Linked DNA regions of Sus scrofa: region 1 is linked to region 2. A link is a contact called in public Hi-C data. All regions are on one chromosome and are shown on one strand. Each heading gives the region's core, a stretch centred on a gene start, on an enhancer-like site or on the middle of the called end of the contact. The rest is flanking DNA. Distances are from core to core; before and after follow the strand shown.

The links. Hi-C and Micro-C count contacts between places; a contact is called where the count stands out from the background.
Region 1: a Hi-C map of liver shows a contact between it and region 2, with 3 times the contacts expected there. The contact joins the promoter of ABLIM1 here to the enhancer-like site in region 2. A contact is called at or near these places in 1 of 5 promoter capture datasets (liver), 7 of 47 Hi-C or Micro-C datasets (fetal heart ventricle, heart right ventricle, liver and 1 more) and 1 of 2 datasets of contacts at active chromatin or transcription factors (skeletal muscle).

The regions. Positions count from the first base shown.
Region 1 is chr14:125,106,612-125,109,998 of Sscrofa11.1, forward strand. ABLIM1 (actin-binding LIM protein 1) reads right to left here and starts at 2,109. Exons shown (of 22, transcript XM_021073372.1): 1 at 1,889-2,109. The coding sequence starts at 1,901. LOC110256765 (a long non-coding RNA gene) reads left to right here. Exons shown (of 3, transcript XR_002338710.1): 1 at 1-1,610.
Region 2 is chr14:125,059,396-125,062,736 of Sscrofa11.1, forward strand. All of the region lies in intron 1 of ABLIM1 (actin-binding LIM protein 1), which reads right to left. Among named protein-coding and RNA genes, the nearest start is that of ABLIM1, 48 kb to the right of the region's middle. Within about 2 kb of position 1,291, at least 9 of the 83 cell types and tissues checked have an H3K27ac peak or open chromatin away from gene starts, as enhancers often do. A contact at or near this core is called in liver, where this site is marked.

The DNA.
Region 1 (3,387 bases), core at 859-3,358, 48 kb after region 2:
TTCAGTTACTGTGAGGCTTAATTGATAGAACACATGTCAAGTGTTAGACACATAATAACTGATATTTATCACATTTTTTCCTCTCTCTGACATAATAGTCAGACTCTAAACTGTTAAATGCAAGATTACCAACATGAATTTCAAGGCGAAACAAGACAGATTAAGTGAAATGTCCGTGTCTGACTCCAGATCATCCTGCTCGAAGTCAGGTTCAAGAAGACATATTCAAGAACCAAGTCCCAATTCAGTGCTCTAGCCTCTGAATCAATGGGGCCATCTTCATTTTGTATCCTTAGATAAACCACAGGGACCTTGTAATAGAAGGGGCCAGAGGCAAGGTGAAACTGGGGGGTTATGTAATGAACTTGTTGCCTCCTAGGACAGACCAAGGTTCCCAGGAGCTACTTGGCTCCTACAAAGTGCAAGGATCTGTGTACTAAGAGGTTTGGGTGGCACAAAGCCACATCAGAAGTGGACTCTGACCACAGAGAGTTTTACAACCTATGAGAACTGGTCCCCACGTGTTCTTTGTACTTAGGACAGAGGTCAGGACCAAAAGCCTGTCTTAGAACACAGTTCAGAGATTATGCAGTTGAGATCACATGGAAGATCCCATACAAACATCCAGTTCCCTGTAATCATATCTGTTCCACCCTCTTTTTTCTTTTCTCTAATACATAGAAATCATTAGGCTTCATCAGGCAGGTAGTGTCTCAGGGCCCCATATCACCCCAGGTGAGATCTATGATGTAAATTTCCCTCACTGCGACTCCCCGGCATCACCCCATTTCCAGGCACAGAACCAACCAACCACATTGCCAGACCATCAAAGACCAGTTTTTTAAAAAAAGAGTTTAAACAATCGATAGAATTTACTTTATTCCTTACATGCCCCAGAATGAACCCTGAAAGGCAACACTTAATTATCCGATACCTATGAAATTCTTACACTCCTCTCAGAAAGCAAGGTTAACCCTTTGGGGTGAAAAAAAATTACTCCTCAACTCCTCTTAAAGCTTCAGGGTATCAAAAGGGGTGATACTTATTGCTTTGCAAATGTACTTTCTAAAAATAATCAATATTTTCCTTAAAGGCTTATGGCAGAGAAACCAAGTCACTTTGCCTTAATTGCTGGCAAGCTGCACAATGACTTGATCTCTTTAATATTTCACTCATAGTAGCAGCCACTGAGCTATGACTAACCCACTCTCCCAGCATCACCGCTGGCTCCAGATGGCAAGAAATACATTCCCTTCCCTATTGCCTAAAAAGCAATTCTGATTTTTTTTTTTTTCTTTTGCCCAGTTTCACCTGCAGTAATCTGTTGACTCCAGAAAGAAAACGCCTTGAGGTGAAAGGGAGATCAATGCGAAAGAGTACAGGTAGAATTTACTTTTTGTTAATGGAGTGTAAGCTACTGCAGCTTTAAATCTTACTGCATCAAGCCCTGGATACCTTCCATAACCAAGCTGCAAAATGCTAACAAGAAAGGAGGAAAAAAATACCTCTTCCTCCCTCCCGGTCAACCCTTCAGGCCGCTCTCCGGCCGGCCTGGCAGCGGCGAGCCCATCCCCCCGCGCCCTCCCAGCCCAGACGTGCGACTGGTACAGGTAAGCCGGACACCGACCTTGGCCCTCAGCCTTCGCCCACATCCGGGGATCAAGGTCAAGGGCGAGGGCTTCCTTCCACCACCACCCCCTCACCACCCCCACCCACCCGGCCGCCCAGAGCCCGGGGATCTAATGCCAAAGTTTCAGGCCGGGCTGCGGCCGGCGCGGCTCTCGCAGCCCCTCGCCCTCGCGCACCTGCCCGGCCCGCCCTGGTCTGAGTCCGCCCCGCCGGACCGGGCGCGGGGTCCGTGGACGGTGCCCACCTGGCCCCCACTTACCCCTCGCGGACATGGTTCAGGCAGCAGGAGCCGCAGCAGGGAGGGCGCCGGAGACACTTGCCAGGGCGTGGGGAGGAAAATAGCCCCGAGCCGCACCCGGTGCACCCGCGCCCGCCCGCGCGGGGAGGCGGCTGGCCGCGCGGGGACGCCTCCCGCAGGACACCTGGCGCCGCTGGGCGCAGCGCGGCCGGCGGGCGGGGACGCGGCGGGCACGGGGATCCGCCGGGCGCGGCAACGCTGACAGCCCGAGGCCCGCGCTGGGCGGGGCCCGCCTCCCGCCTCCCCCGCCCGGCCCGCAGCCAGGCCCACCGGGTCCAGCGGCCGCGGGGGCGCGCCGCCTGCCCGAGCTTTTGTCCCCAAGCGAGCGGAGGTGCGGCGTGCGATGAGGCCTGCGTCTTCCCTTCCCCGACCTGGGTCCTCGTTAAAAAAATAATAATAGTAGTAATAATACCAGTGTTGCCGTTCTGGGTGGCCTTCCGGCCTCCCGCTTTGATCTCAGAGGGAGAGAGTAAGAAAGAAACTGTTCTGTCCCCTCCCCTAGTGATGCTCAGGTCAGGCGGGGAGACCACGGTTGCCTGGGGGGCTTGGCCCTCAGTGGGAGGAGGGCTTTGGGTGGTCCGCACGCAGGTCAAAGTAAAAGTAGGGACCAGTGGCACCCCTCGAAGTCGGCCCGGGTGGGATGGGCGGACTCTTCCTCCCGGGACCTTTGAGGTATCCCTGGAGAACAGGGCTGACCTAGTGCAGTATCCTGAGGCAACTGACACTCAAGAAATGTCTAAACACATCGTATCCTCTGAAGGGTCAGGGAGGGGCGGGGCTGAGCTAAGCTTGGAGAATACAACGGACACTCTAAACAAATCCACCTTTCCTATGTATCAGAGTAAAAAGAAAAAATACAAGAACAGTCTCCTTCTGCCCTGGAGGGTTATCACCTAGAGCTTCATGCTAGTAAGCAACCTTCCAACAGCCACCAGATCAAGAAGTTCTGAACTGAAGAGGTGGGGTTCTAAGCTTTGAGGAACAGTGCAGTAACTTATTAAACCTCTAAGACTGATCCCTGAATTGCAGTTTCAGGAATTCACACTCCCTTCCCTGTAGCTATTTCTCTATACACCCTCACAACAGATATTCTAGTTGTTTTCTATGTAAGCAGTTCCCAAATCTATCCTGATACGATGAGAGCTGTGTAAGTCTGATAATTCAGAAATATTCAAAGAATAGGTGAAAAAAATCTCTAAAAAATGATTGGTGGATAATTGACATCATTGGGGAAAAAAAGCTCAATCAAATAATCATGTGGGGAAGGAAATATTAGAAAAAAAGCCAAATAATGAGAGTAGAAATTCTCAAACTACCAACTACAAAAATTAACTCATTATTTATCCATCTTGACAACATCCCCTTCATATCTTCTAGGAGAAAAACCTGCCAACAAATCACAATCCATTTGCTTCAGTTTCAAAACAGCTCTTCTTTCCCACTATCTCAGCTCACTGTTG
Region 2 (3,341 bases), core at 41-2,540:
CGAGATTGTGTCACTCCTTTGCTCAAAAACCTTCCAAATGATTTTTTGTTTACACACAAAGTCCAAACTGCATAAGCTTATATTCATGGTTCTGTGCCATGTATTCCTCACCCACTTTTCCAGCCTTATCTATAATATCTCATTCTCCCAAAGTCACCATGCTAGTCAAACTGGTCTTTGGTTTCTCCTAAACACTCCCTCTAATCTCCCCAACTCTCATACTTTGCTCCCCTTATCCTCCTTCTCTGGGAGGCCCTCCTCACACGCCTCTTTTCCAAATCCATCCAATCCATGGAGATTCAGCTCAACTCCCTGCAGGAAGAAGCCTTCCCAGACCATTGGGCACGTAATAGGGTGATGTGCTTTCTTGTCCATGACTTGACTTCTCGTGGCATCAAAGTCTCAATAGATTATTTTACATGGATTATTGAGTTTGCAAAAGGGTGAAATCTTCTCTTTACAACAAATGGGTAAGATTCCCAAAGGTAAGCTCTCTTTAGTATGACTTTCATCACGTAAAGAAAGAAAAATCTCTAATACTTAGGTAAGTATACTCAAGAGGTTAAGAAAGTTCTTCCCTGGAATAGTTTTTAAGTGAGGACATACTACTGACACTGGTTCCAGAAGAGATTTAAAGCAGCTCACAAGACTGCAGAAACTCAGCAAGTTAGCAAGTACAGCTTATGGAATCTTTCCCCCTACCATGAACATAATGCAGCTATAGGTACTGCAAAGGTTTACAGAGATAAGACGGATCCTTGAGTATCTGCCCTCAAGAAGTTCCAAGTCTAAGACGCTCTCTCAAGCCCTCCAGTTCCAGTTTCAGTTCCTGTAATATGTTTCAGGTACAAGGAATGGCATGAAGAGAAGAGGCAGACTCCTACTTGGAGTAATGCTGAAGTGTCTCAGTCTGAAGAGCAATGATTTCCCCAGGATCTGAGATTACTTATGTTCTTATCTGTAGCACCAATATAGCACTGCTCTTAATTTCTCTTGGACACAGATAAACAAAAAATTTTCCACTTTCATTTCCAGGGATGTGGGAGCCAATTGGAACCCCATTTATTTTTTTCATTTATATTTTTATTACTTTAATAAATAAAGATAATTGTCCTAAAATGGAAAATGTTTTAGTAAGACTTGCTGTTGTGGTCAAGTCAAAATTGTATTTGCAAAGTGGGAACAGGCGTCCAGGAGTCAAATATTACAACACAGCATGTGTGCCTCTGTCACTAAGGAGACTGAGTGTAGGAAGATGGATGAGTAATCATAAATCTCTATGTTACTGGAAAAATCTCTAACCACCCATCCTTTGCCAACGGAAAGCCAGTAGGTCTCCCTGCCTTGCCATTTGTGGAACAGGATGACCTCAACACTTGCCAGCAAAGGAATGTTTTTAGATAAGGTACCTACAAAGAGAGCTTAGAGTGTCTGCCAAAGAGATTTTGACAAGTGGTGGTGTTTTTCTAGAACCACTTCCATAATCCTAAAGTGCCCCTCAGAAACCAGAAAAGCCTAGGAACCAGAAAGCACTGGTCTTGAAGTCTACCGTTATACCATCTGGAATCTGTGAAGAGTAGCCTGGCCCTGGGATATGAAATAAAACACAGATACTGCTTGTGTTAAGCCAACGACCTCATAAATAAGAAAGTAATAAATGGGCTGAAGTGATTTAATCCTTATTGCCATTTGGGGTTTGATTATCAAGCCAAGCCAAACCGAGTCAAAAAATTAGATGGGTGTGTTGGCGGACCAGCTGTATATTAAAAAACAACCACCGCAATGTACATTTCAGCCCCTGCTGAGAAAGCAGTAACACTGACAATTATATATTGTAATAACTTCGCATGGCGACAGACGATAACTAGACTTACTGTGGTCACCATTTTGTAATGTATAAAAATATTGACTCACTATGTTGCACACCTGTAACTAGTATGATATTGTAAAACAATGATGCATCCATAAAAAACTGACAATTATACCTATTCCTTAACAATTTTTTAAAATAATAAAGGTGATATTTGTGCTGGGAAAAATATAAACGGTACGTCCAGTGACAGCTATCTAAATGTGAATCCGGGAACAGCATTGAAATTAGCAGTACACATGATAAGGTCGTCTATAAAAACATAAAATGCTCTTAAATCTAATGACCAATATGTAGATAGAAATATTACTTTACCACTTTGTGCTTTTAAAAAGTCAGCTGAATGCAATAATGCTTAAAATATATTTGAAATACCTTCAAGCTATATGTTGGCGAAAATTCTGATGACACTAGAAAAACAAGGTGCATTGGCATGTCCCAGATTCAACTGTAGGACTGTGGCAGGCAGCATCAGCAAAAAATAAAACAGGGGCTGAGATGGACAGTCCCTGCCCAGTTTGGGAGAACCACTTTTTCAGATCTTCTGACCTGTTGAATTCTAGGTTCTATCCTCCCTTGATCTTTGAAACTTGCATCATCCTTGGTGCTTCCTGATGTCCTGGTTTCCAAGCAACTGTAGTTATAAATTTCAAATCCCTCTTAACCTGAATCTTGCTGTCTCCTGGCCCCAAAGCCTGACCCTGCAAATGGGCCTGTTCATATCCTGCTGTATCCTCATCCTAATTGAAGGAAGATTCTAACCTTTCACTACAACAGGTACAAATATCACTAACGTTTTTTTCAATAATTTTTACCTCACACTTCAACATGATGTACTAAAACCACTAAAGACAGAGTTCAAAGTCACCCAGGAAAGAAATCTCTGAACTTACTGCTACATGACAGAGACAGCTCAAACCCATCTGAATGATTACGGTCTTCAGAGAGAGTGTCCCAAAATTAAATGATTTCCTGCTTGCATAGCCACCCAATCATTACGTTGCATTTTTAAAGTCAATGCGCTTCTCGAAATCTCACACTTCCTCACAGAACATCAGTTCAGCCTCAGAACCATTAAAAAAGTCACAGAGTTCCCATCGTGGCTCAGCAGTTAACGAATCTAACTAGTATCCATGAAGATGCAGGTTCGACCCCTGGCCTTGCTCAGTGGGTTAAGGATCCGGCATTGCTGTGAGCTGTGATGTAGGTTGCAGAAGTGGCTTGGATTCCGCATTGCTGTGGCTGTGGCTGTGGCCATCAGCTGTAGCTCCGATTCGACCCCTAGCCTGGGAACTTCCTTATGCTGCAGGTACAGCCCTAAAAAGCAAAAAAAAAAAAAAAAAAAAAAAAAAAAGGTCACCATTATAGGCATTCATTTCATTCTGGGTAATGAATATGTGGATGGTTGCTGTACCATTTTATCCATTTTTGTGAATATTAAAATAGTTTACTTTAAAAAATGAAGATGCAT